2 separate regions of the Zea mays genome follow, and region 1 is linked to region 2. Evidence: chromatin contacts called from public Hi-C data. All regions are on one chromosome and are shown on one strand. The core of a region is the stretch at or near the end of the contact, and the rest is flanking DNA. Distances in the headings are between cores, read along the strand shown. Region 1 holds the start of LOC100284261 (maspardin). Region 2 holds the start of LOC100191679 (type II CPD DNA photolyase).

Region 1 (6,054 bases), core at 2,221-4,720, 410 kb after region 2:
TGAAATTCACTCCTTTTTGCTAAGTCGTTACATTTCAATTGCCTGAATTTTCAGACAACAGTCTTACAGAACCAACTAGTATCATTAAAAGGACAACTCAAAAGAGACAATTCACATTTCTTTTCTATAGCCCAACAATGAAAAAATTACATATCTGGATAACAACAAATAAACAGGGAGCTGAAATATACAAGAAGTGTATTGCTAAATAACTTGGCTAAGCAGACTAAGTACAAAGATATGGAACGAAAGTAAACTAAGGGGATGTTTGGATCAGCTAGGGCTAATTTATTAGCTGGAGCTAAAAATTAGCTAATACTCCTTCCATTCATTGATCTACATCGTTTTATCCTTCGGCACAATGACCAAGGAGCAGCAAAGGATCGGCAATTTCCAATTAATCACCGCAGTCCTCTTAATGCCCTGGCGTTCATTCGTTTCACCAAGTAATCGTGCACTAACGCTGCTGAAAATGACGTTAGCCGGCCCATAATAGCTCGCTCACGTATGTGGCCCCGTGTGGCCATGCATGCATCTAATTTCACCAGCTGTGCTCACGTCCTCTTCCGCGCCTGCAACCAGCCCTTTTTCGTTTGATATTCTATTAGATGTGGGACTACAGAACAAAATTTTACCGCCAATCAAGGTTTTCAAGTCGATAAGTCGAGTCGAGTCGACAAGGTACCGACTTGGTGACTAGTCAATAAGTCAGTCGACTAGTCCTCGACTTGCCAATATAGTGGCTGTTTTGCCGATATAATGGCTTCATATAGACAATATAGCATTTACATATGAAGAAAGAGCATGTTTTACCTCATTTGAAGCTTGAAACTGAACGAAAACTGAAATAAACAGCAAGTCTTACCTCATTTGAAGCCTCAAACTAAACTAAATCAGCCACATAAGTGATAAGTCATAACAGCCATATAGTTCAAACTGGAAAACAAATAGCAAGAAAATATAGTTCAAACTTGAAAGGAAATAAGCTTCATTAGATAGCTAATCTGTTGATACTAGATAGTAGATAACCTAAATATCTCCCAAATCAAGATCATCCATTGCATTTTCTCCCAAATCAAGAAAATATGTTGTGTAATGGGCCTTTGGCCTATTTGGGCTGAACTGGGGCACAAGTCGCCCGACTTGCCAGACCAAGTCGACGACTAGTCGACTGAGAATTTCCAGTCGTTGACAAATCACCAGACTTGCCAGAAAAGTCGAGCCGGCTCCCCAAGTCGAGCTCCCAGAACCGACTGGATGACTTGTTGCTGACTAGTCGACGACCTGAAAACAGGGCCGCCAATGCATCAAAATTTCATTGCCCCCCCCCCCTCCTCAAGCTCGTTACGATGCCCTATATAAATAACCATGGAGAATCACTATGCCCAGGTAATTCCAGCAAACTATCCCCCTCGCTTCCTCTCTTTCTCTATCTCGGATTCATGCTGGAGAACCAAAGAAATGCCGGGATTAGATATCGATTTAAACCTACAGCCACTCGAATCAGGTCAAATCTATCCCATAGATTGGGATGACATTGCCGAGTTTGATGCCCTGCTCATGAATTCAATTATGACATGGTGTGGGACGATGGAATTCAATGTGCTCCTTCACTTATGTTTCTGTTTTGCCACGTCTTCCTGGTTACGATTTCATTATTCCGTTTTTATTTTGTGCCATAGATGACGAAGATGGAGTGCAAGGTGATGGAGTTCATGTTTCTGCAGACACATCAATAGATGGTTTTCACGTTCCTTCGGTGCAAGGAGATGCAGCAGCAACCAATGTTTAGTTTAAGCTTTTTTTCCTTTGGTCGATTTTGTTCAGTGTATGAGTGTCCACTGTCCAGTTCATTTCAGTTTAGATGTTGCTTCATAGGGAACAGTCCAGTAGAATCTAGTTTCAGCTAAGGTTCAGTTAATTGTGTTTTAATCCATTTTCAGTTTAAGTTCAGAGATCAGTTAGATGGCTTATTGGTTCATTCCTATTGCTAATTGTCATAACCTGGGGCTACACCGTTGCCTTGCACGTAACATGCATTAGAATTTCAGTGAATTGCAACAGAGTTTGACTGTTTTCATACAACTTCCAGGTTCCGATGACAAAAAGAGGAAGTACTATCAGGATGATCTAAAGATCACCATATACCTTGACTTGTTAGCAAAAGCTGATCCTCCTACACTTCGTCGTGGAGTTTTGAAATAAGTATCTGCTTGGTGTCCCTTTAAGAGTTGTATAGGCCATTTGGAGCAAAGTGTTGGCTGCATGAAGCTCCTTGTCATGAAGCTCCATGTCCGTAACTAGGACATCAGCAGCATCACTTCGATCAATATCAGTAAATGTTTCTTGGGAGTCAGGCACTTCAGATTCACCAGCCAAAAAAATCTATAACAAAACGCAACTCGGTCGTGGAAGAATTGTTGGATTCATTGCAGGAATCTGACACCGTGCACAAGACCCTGATCGGCGGCAGTGCCCTGGCACTCCATTGTAATCAACGAAAGTTATGGTGAGGTGCGACGGTGAAGGACGATCATGTAGGCGTGCGCCAGGACATACTGGTGTGATGGACTCCTAACAGGATGGGACGGGAGATATTTGAAGCAACGGGAGAAGAGCCGAAGCAACAAAGGTGCAGCATATACGAGGAGTCACGGACGTGCGAGGACGAAGCGAACCCGTGGTCCCAATCTAATACCATGTAGACTCTTGGATTTTTTTTCAGACGAGGTAGATAATGAACGGAGGGAGTAACTAGCGTTGGGTGATCCAAACAGGACATAGTTAGGGACAGCTAGCGAGTTAGCTCACAACTCCAACATAGCCCACCTATTAGCCCCCTATGTAGATGAGCAAGAGGGGCAAAAATTAGCTGGCTAACGAGAAATAGCAGCCCTATGAATCAAACAGGCCCCTCTGGAGAAAGTTGAGCAGAACATTACAAGTATACACATTGTAGTGTCTGGAGAGATATCATCAGATTCAGGTAAAGATACTGTTCGGATTCAATATTACCACACCAAATTACACCAACCAACGAGTTCCTGCGGATCGCCGACCACAGAAAGCTCCTCGCCCGAAATTCGCTTCATATCCAGCCCAATTCAGATGATCCCATACGAAGCAACGACGAAACCGCTCCAACGATCAAACTTCTGACGAGACGCTGCCGCCTAAGGGGATTACAGGGAAGAGACTGCAGTGAGATGGGAGGGAGGGAGGCGAGGCGCGCGCGAACTCACGGAGATCTTGTGGAGCGGGACGACAGATTTGAAGTAGACATAGTCCCCCGGGGAGGCCGCGCCGCCCCCGACGCCCTTCATCTCCCGCTCTCCTCTCTGGTTCGCTGCGGCTGCGGGCGTCGTGGGCTCGTGGCAGTGGCAAGATGGAGTTCAGGAAGCCGCAAAAGGGGAAAAATCCCTCCACCTGACTGCGCCCTAGAGCCTACGGGCTGGTTTGGTATGGAAATTTGAGTGAATCCACGGGAGCAAATTCATTGCTATTCAGGATCACTCGGTTTTTAAGAAACTGTTTTTAAGAAACTGATTTAAAAATTAGATTAATTTTAAATATATTAATTTATGCTTCGGTTTATAAAAAACAGATTTTTTTAGTTTCTTAAAAACCAAGAAACTAGCCACCCCAGCTCAAGCCATGTTATAAAACTGAGGTTGTTCTAAACATCATCAGGGTTTGTTCGGTTAAGGCTGGATCCAAGGGGATTACAGGGAATTTAATTCTCTCAATCTCCTTCTATCTAGACGTAACTAAATAAGGTCTTAACTAGTTTTTTTCATAAACCAACTTCTATAAACTAGAGATAGAAACTGGATTCTTAAAAACTAGGTTGCTTCTAAACATGGCCTTAATTAATAGCAAGAAATTTGTTTCCCCCATGGTTTTCCTCCAATTTCTTTATCATCAAACCAGTCTGTGACTAAAGTTTAAGTTTATGTTACATCAAATATTTGAATATCAATTATGAGTATTAAATTTAGGTTTATTTAGATTTAATAAAGTTGTCTCATCTTTTAGTTTACATCTATGTAATTAGTTTTATAATTAGATTATATTTAATATCGGTAGTTATCATTCAAACATTCGATATGATATAGACTAAACTTTAATTGTTTGAAACCAAACACCCCTAAGTCAGAATATGTCTACTCATAAGGGTAGGGTCCATTTGCTTTAACGGTAGATTCTTAAGAATCTAATTCTAATGTTAACAGTGAGCTATAAGAAAACTGCTACAAGCTGATGATTGTGGAAAAGCTAAAATGTGATTGTTTGAAACAACGACTATTTGTAGATTTTGTAAGAACATGATAGCTTAGTAATATAAATAACATGATTTTCGAAAATCTGAGATAGAAGGTGATTCTAAATTGAACTAGAAGAATATGTAGATTTTTGGGAATCTATTATGATGTTGTACTCGTTGGATGGAGATTTTTAGATTTTTTGCATGAATATGGTTTAGAAAGCTAAACAAATGCACACTTAAAAGTTTGTTTGGTTAGAACGGGGTTGAAGGTGAATTGTGAAAGAACCGTCCAAATTAATTCGGCTTGAGTGCACTGATCCCACCTCGAGGGCGATGACACACTTAAATTGGATTAAACGCTTCAATCTATCAGATCGCGTCTGATTTACCCACTTATATAGGATCAATAACAATATCACATTCGAATATGAGAACAGAGAATACAACCATCAACAATTATAATAACATGTCAAAATAAGTATCATTATTATTACAAAACAAAGGTTCGAACATAAAACCATTAGTTCAGAGTTTCATTAGCAGCGGAAATAAAAGTAATGATAATACTAGTGGTGATACACGAGCAGCATGGCAAAGCCAACCATGAGCTACTCCACACGATCCTCTCCTGACGAAGGTGTGTCCCACTCGATCGTCCATTAGGGCTTGTTCGGTTATTTTCAATCCATATGGATTGGAGGGGATTGATACGGATTGGAGGGGATTTTGACTTACTAGGGATTGAAACTCCCTCAATCCCCCTCAATCCATATGGATTAGGATAGAACCGAACAAGCCCTTAGGTGGTAGATAACTCGGCCAAGTTAAACCAACAATCATCTCATCTTTGTTAGTACCTGGAAAACAATGTCACAAGCAAAGTTGAGTATACTAATACTCAGTAAGACTTAACTGATTTGTGGAAACTACTCCACGACTTCTAGAAATATGAAGCTTTTTGGCTGAGAGATCTATTTTGCTAAAAGCAACTACTAGTTGTCTACTAAGTTTTAGCTCAATATTCTAGTTAGTTAATTATTCTAGGCACGCATTCTTCTAGATAAACATGGTCAAGCGCACAATTAATTCAATCATATACTTTATTCATTAATCTCATTTCTCTTGTTATTACTCAGTGCAGTACATTGATCAAGCAATCTCATTAGTGGTGAGAAACAGACAATTCAAATCGAGTGTTTAGCCTTACAAGGCAAACCTAAACACAATTAGTCAGCCAAGGGCGTCCTATACCACCCTTGTGGTAGCACTGTTTTCCCGGGTGGTCGCTCCATGTTTCAATTAACATAATGATCTTATCATGAACAGTAATTTAAATAACAGCAGAATTGGAACATGATCATAATGCAACATTAATTTTCCAAAATCAGGTAGAGCAATAGCAAAACTACTTAATAGTGCTTTTGTTTACAAGGTAGGGGATAAACAATGCTAGGGAAGCCTATTAGGTCCCCTCAAATTAACCTGAGCATGTCACAGTGATTAACAGGAACATTATTAGGTAAAGAAAAGTGATCAAAGACACAACTTGTCTGAGACTCAAGATTTCCAGGTACCAGCTTGGCCTTCAAGATTCTCGTAACCTCGTTGCTAATCGTAGCAATATAAACAAACATAGTATTGTCACACCCGGTTTAGAAGGTAAACTGAATGTGAACCATGTATGTGCCAGGATCAGAAATTCACGTACACCGTGATTACATAAATGACTCATCATAGCACAATGCTTCAAATTACAATAAAGAGTAAGTAATAATAGTAAAGACTAG
Region 2 (6,509 bases), core at 1,250-3,749:
TGTATGTCATTCTTCTAAATTTACCTTGTCGTTCAAATATATTGCTATGGAAAGTGCTTCTTCAGGTTGACTGGTCCATTCTAGAATCTTTTTGGCCCAATACATTCTGCAGAAAACTACAGTATGAACACAAAGTAGTCTCTTATAAAGAGGATATGCATGCAGAAATAAAGATCAGAATACAATGCTTGGTTTTTTTTTGCTTCGTAGTAAGCTCCATCCATATTCGGCGGGATCTTGGAAAAATACTTCGTATAAACAAAATATTCCAAAGATTGTTGTAATCTAACTCACACTTCCGTCAAATTTAATTGAAAGGCTACACTGTTCCAATAGGAACAGAAATGCATAACTACATTGTCTGTGCTGTATACGAGAAGACTTCACATAAAAAATTGCCACCAATTCAACATGTAAAGCCTATGGGCAGATGGAGGCCAATGCATGAATATTTGACTGCATTATGCACTAATTGTGTTACCAAGTAGATAAACAAAGACCAAACAATGCTTAATTCTTCAACCAGCAATGTGGAATGACAATCAGGCAATTCCAACACTACCTATCATCACAAAAGTAACAAACAACACATAAATGGGCTAAAACCATGACATATTAATACAGGTATGAATTATGTTACCGCATAAATCCATGCATTTTCCCATGGTGCACCATCTCCAATTGAGATGCATTCCAAAGCTGATAAAGTTTGGGAAATGAGGGACAGATAGTCCAGTCAGGAACTAGATAAAAATGAATTCAAGAACTTCAGTAGAGTACAAGGAATATGCTAATACAAACTGGATCAGATGTTTTGGCATTTTCGAGCTGCTCCCTCCTGTTCGCCAAAATAGAATGCAAGTTAACAAATAGCCTTGCCGAACATGAGCCTTTCACCTTAATCATGCCAAGCAAGCAGATAAACGTAATTAGCAGATACACTAACTCACGTATAGATATGCTCTCTTTTATCACCAGTGTGATCCGTTAACGTCTTTCTAGCCCACTCCCATGCACCAGCCAGTGAATCATATTGAGGCTGGTAATAGCAGAAATTGTCAGCTAGTTCCCTCCTTATTATCAGCTCCTCCAAGAACGTGTCCACTGACTGTATCCAAAAGCATGGTATTTTCTAATGTATTAGTTCACTGTTAGACAGACGGATTCAATATTTGATGCTAATCTTAAGGTTTGCCTCCGGCTGGTAAAAAGACATATTGACCATTTAATATGGCTCTTAATCTTGTATTTTAGAAGAGTAACATGAAATTAAGTAAGCGCACCTTTGGACTAAGATGACGGCGTTTTTTTGCTTCAAGAGCACACCTTTGTGCAGAAATGTGCCCAAAATGTAAGTACGGTGAAAGGCACGACAATGCATGTGGCTTTGTAGGATCATTCCGGCCAGTGTCATAGTTCTTAATCCTCTTCGTCAAGAACCCATCCTTACTCCCAAGAAGGACCTCCATCGCTGAGGACTCCCCAGGCTCGCACCAGTTAATCTCCGGCACATTCTCAGCCTCACTGTTCCAAGAGTGCAGAATCATTTAGCCCTCACTAACAATGCTATATTTAAAGCCCACACAAGAGTATGAACCAATTCAACAAATGAACACCCTACCGCACCTGAAGATGCTATTGATCAGTGCATCCCAGTCAACACTCTTCGGCTGCTCCATGCACCAAGGCGCCCACTGCGGAACCTCAGGGTACTCCACCAGATACTCGTTTATCACCTTGTTCACCTTACTTCTAAAGGTTTTGGCCGAGTACTCGAGCTTCCCTGACGCCGTCCAGACAGGCACTACATTGTGTGCGTCCACCTGCGTGGACAATACACTCTCACCAATGCGCTCCACCCAATTCAACCCGAACGATTCAAACTTTGTCGGAATCCCGGTGTACTCACCTGGTGCACGGCCATGTTGGCGGCGTCACGCAGAAGCTCCTGGACGACAGCATCCAATGCCTCCCGCACCGGCCGCAGCGGAGAGAAGTCGGCGACGAGCGCCGAAGCCCCGAGCCGCCGCACCAACGACGGCAGCTCCGCAGGTCCGCCCTCGAGTAGAAAGAACGGGAGGCCGCGGGCGTGCGCATCGGCGGCAAGGCGGCGGAGCCCGCGGAGGAGGAAACCTAGCTGGCGGAGGTGCGCGCCTAGGAGGAAAGGCCGTGGGAATAGCGTGAAAGCGATGGCGAGCGGCGCCGCGGGGGTGGACGCAGCGGCGAGTTCGGCCGCGTGGAGGAGGGCCCAGTTGTCCGCGAGACGTTGGTCCCGCAGCATCCAGTACACCACCGGCCCGTGAATATGGCTTCCGCCCGGGTGGAGAATCCGCACACGGGACGGGTGGACCAGGCTTGGGATCGCCGGCGGCATCCCGGCGGTGGGACGGCGTCTGCGCGTAGGAGGGGAAGTCAGGAATGTAGGCGTCGTTTGGGGTGGTGGGCGCGGTGTTGGGTGAGGCGTCTTACGACCGCGGTTCAATGGAAGAGACTGGTGGCGGTTCAATGGAGGGGAAGCCAGGAATGGAGGAGACGGCGGTTCAATGGAGGAGCCCGGGTTGGTGGTAGACTGGCAGTTGCGGCGAGGGAGAGGCCACGTCGGCCATAGGATTTAGTTAAGTGATTAGAGTCCAAAATACTCTTTATTTTTACTTTCTATTTAATTCTTTATTTGTTTCTACATAAATATTAAACTCTATATATAACATCTCATTCCAACAGACTTTCTCATATGCGAGTTAGCTTGGCTAGCGAGAGTTGCTAGCCAAATTTAGCTAGTAAGGGAGTCAATTTAAAGAAGCGGATAGCTTGACAAGTTAAATGGCTAGTCTGTTGTAGAGCTATTTTGCTATTAAGTAGCTAAAATTTAGCTTGACAAGCTATTTAGCTAGTCTCTTGGAGATGCTCTCATGCATATATATCTGTTGGGGGCCTTCGTCTTCCGAAGGTCTTCAAAAACATGATTTAACAATGTTTCTGGAGTATAATTCATGAACAGATATCTTCGGACTTGGACCTTCGGACTTAGGTGAAGAAGCACAAAGAATACGAAGGATGGTGCAGAGACGAAGCTACGCAGAGCTTCGGCGTGATAACAGAAAAGGAAACCGACTTAAAGGGGAAAAGGCTATTTAGACCCCTATGGATTATCACAGAGTTATTAGCAAATGTAAAGGGCATGAATGTAATTTTACATAGACTGCGTCCCGTGCCTATAAATAGATGAACAGTGCTCCAGTACTGTTCACGCGGACTTGGCATTTGCTTTTGCGTCACGCTTGTACTTTTACCTTCTTTCAAGTCAAAGGTATATTTGTAATCTAATATCATTTCTATTTTTCCATAGCAATAAAATAGAAATGAATTGATAATAATACATAACTGTTTATATTATCTTTTATATTCCATATAATTCCTTCTTCATTATGATATGTAATGCTTACGAAGGTATGTCCTTCGTAACCTTCGTCCGGAAATCATTATATCCCAAGTGAAATAATGCTTCGAAGGACGAAGGACTTCAACGTTTAACGTTATTTGTGTTGACTTGTTCTTAACTCTTAGCATTTGAGAACAAGTCCCCAACATTGGCGCCCACCTCCGGTGAACTCACTTCCACTTTTTGAGTTTCGAACACCTTCGGTAAGCATCGACCTTCGTCATGCCACCAAAGAAAGCTTCAGCAACAGGGGCTGCAGCTCTGCAGCCGTTGGACCCGAATCAGGAAACCCTTTATCTTCGAGAGGCCCGAAGCCAGAAGAGAAAGGCCACTAGTCCAGCGCCCCAGGAGGACGAGTTGGACCAAGAGATCAGGAACATGGAGGTGCTTCATCAGCAGGTACAGAAGAAGAGGGAGAAGATGGCTCGGCTAGCTGACCTGCAAAGGCAGATTGACAAAGCTACCGAAGAAGTGTGTCATCTCGCTCAAGATGAGCAGAACAGAAGGCCCCAGCACAGAGAGCTGCAACAAGAAGGCTTCTTCAATGAGGATGACTGCTATGAGGATTTCCATCATGGAAATTTTGCTTTTGATGATGCCTCTCCCCTGTCAGCAGAACTGCAGGCTACACCTTGGCCTCCGTCTTACAAGCCACCCCAGCTCCCCATGTATGACGGACACTCAGATCCGAAGCAGTTTCTGATGAGTTACGAAGCAACAATATCTTCCTATGGCGGCAACACGGCGGTCATGGCGAAATCTTTCGTCATGGCAGTCAAAAATGTTGCACAAACCTGGTACTCCTCTCTTCGGCCAGGAACAATCACATCATGGCAAAAACTGAAGGACATGCTGGTCACCAGTTTTCAAGGGTTTCAAGCGAAGCCAGTTACCGCTCAAGCTTTGTTCCAGTGCACGCAAGATCAAGAAGAATACCTTCAAGCGTATGTCCGAAGGTTCTTGCGCCTGAGGGCACAAGCGCCAACAATGCCCAATGAAATTGTCATTGAGGCCATGATTAAGGGGCTTCGGCCAGGACCTTCAGCCCAATACTTCGCCAGGAAGCCCCCTCAGACCCTGGAGAAACTGTTTCAGAAGATGGATGAATACATCCGCGCTGACAATGATTTTCGACAGAGAAGGGAGGAAGCTTACAGGTTCTCCAAAATAGCCAGGGGCTTCGGAGGGAGAATCCATCCTAGGCATGTCAGATCAATTCATTCCACTCAGAATGACGACAGGGGAAGTCAGCAGCAGAGGCTGCAACATTCCTCCCAGGCTTCGGGGCAGCAACAGAGCTACCCTCGCCCCCCAGCTCCAAGGGGCAGAGGCGCCAGGGGCTTCGAAGGAAGGTTTGGTGATCAGCCCAGAAAAATTTATTGCCTATTCTGTGGTGAAGACAAGGGCCACACTACCAGGATGTGCCATGTCACCATCCAGAAACAGAAAGAGATAGCAGAAGCTGCAGCTGCAGCCCAACAGAGCCAGCCGAAGCAAGTTATGCATACTGCTTCGTACCACTCACCGTATATTCCAGAGTATGTGGGTAACCACCCTGCAGCTCTGTCGCTTCGGCAAGCCAACCTCAGGCATCCTGGCAACAGCCTCCACCTCCACCACCAATGCAACGAGGCCAGCAGCCAGAAGGGAGTCAGCATACTCACCACCAACAAGACTTCAGAGAGGAGTCCGAAGCTCGCACAGTCAATAGTACTGTGCCAGAATCGAAGCATATCTACTAACAGATATCCTACCTCGGCAACAGTTTTTGCATTCAGTATCATTTTCTTTTTAATAAGGAACAATTATTGAAATCCTAAGTGTTTTTTGTCATTTTCAATTTCTTGTAATAGCTCTGTTTTTGCCATAGTAAAAATATACCTTCTCCACAGAATAATGGAGTTGCCGAAGCATAAGAATTTATGGTTATAAGGAGAACCTCTGAAATAACAAAAAGTCGTTCTAAGGAACGCAGCGTAAGTTTCCCGAAGCAACAAAAAGTCGTTCCTAAGGGAGCGCAGCGTAAGTTTTCTGCTCAAAAGTCATTCCAAAGGGAATGCAGAGCTTACAGCGAAAAATAAACGCTGATACCGCCGAAGTAAAAGGCGAAGAAGCTCCTAAGGGAGGCTTACAGCGAAAAATAAACGCTGATACCGCCGAAGTAAAAGGCGAAGAAGCTCCTAAGGGAGGCTTGCAGCGAAAAGTCAGCCTTGATCCTCGGCACAAATATCATTTTGCATAACATCACATCATCACATCATTTGCATAGCATAACATCATACATCATATTGCATCAATAACGCAAGAAGGGGGTTCAATGTTGATCTTCGGACATTGTCTCGAAGAAGCAGTGCCAAGGCACAAAATAATTATTGAAGAAGCATATCTTCATCAAACTCTAAAATGAAAAGATTTATTGCTTACTGATTTTACGATGATTGGATGTTTTTATGAAACATGGATATTCTTCACGAAGCATGAAAAGAAGGAAAGGTGTTTTTTCGCCGAAGGCTCAAAAATGGTATGTACGTAAAGTTTCATGCATCGTAAAGAGTTGAATCATAAACAGCTTATGTATTACATTCAAAATTACAAAATATTACACATATTGTCCAGCAGATATTACATTCCAAATGTCTTTACAATAACAGCTAATCTTCTCTTAAAACTACTTCTGCAGCTTCGTTTAGTAGTTGATCAACAACTTTATCCATAATAGCTTCGGTCATTTTTCTAATTTCATCATCCCCCTTTGCTTTGGGGTCCGCCAATGGCTCGGCGGGCTCTGGGGGAGGAGATAGTGCGGCTGTGTTACAAAGTGTAAATAAGTCCGAAGTCATAAAATTACAGCATAAAGTCAAAAGTTAGTAGTCAATACCTATTCGCCTCTCGAGATCCGCACTTTTCTCAGCGGCCTCTGCCACTTTTCTAGCATCGTGAATGCCTTTTTCACTTCTCCTTATGATTTCTTGAGCCATCTCCCGACCGCCATTTTCCCAGATGTCGGTGAAAAATTTTCCACCAACCAAGCTTGCTTCGGCCGAGGGGTCTTTTATATCTTCAGTAGATA

What was found. A called contact is a pair of places that touch in the nucleus more often than the background predicts.
Region 1: a contact with region 2 is called in a Hi-C map of leaf, with 5 times the contacts expected there. The contact joins the promoter of LOC100284261 here to the promoter of LOC100191679 in region 2. A contact is called at or near these places in 2 of 25 Hi-C or Micro-C datasets (ear and leaf).

What each region holds. Positions count from the first base shown.
Region 1 is chr1:127,870,444-127,876,497 of Zm-B73-REFERENCE-NAM-5.0, forward strand. It overlaps LOC100284261 (maspardin), which reads right to left and starts at 3,471. Exons shown (of 9, transcript NM_001157156.1): 1 at 3,243-3,471. The coding sequence starts at 3,323.
Region 2 is chr1:127,459,834-127,466,342 of Zm-B73-REFERENCE-NAM-5.0, forward strand. It overlaps LOC100191679 (type II CPD DNA photolyase), which reads right to left and starts at 2,500. Exons shown (of 9, transcript NM_001137108.1): 1 at 1,910-2,500; 2 at 1,627-1,823; 3 at 1,284-1,524; 4 at 951-1,108; 5 at 802-838; 6 at 641-699; 7 at 25-106. The coding sequence starts at 2,374.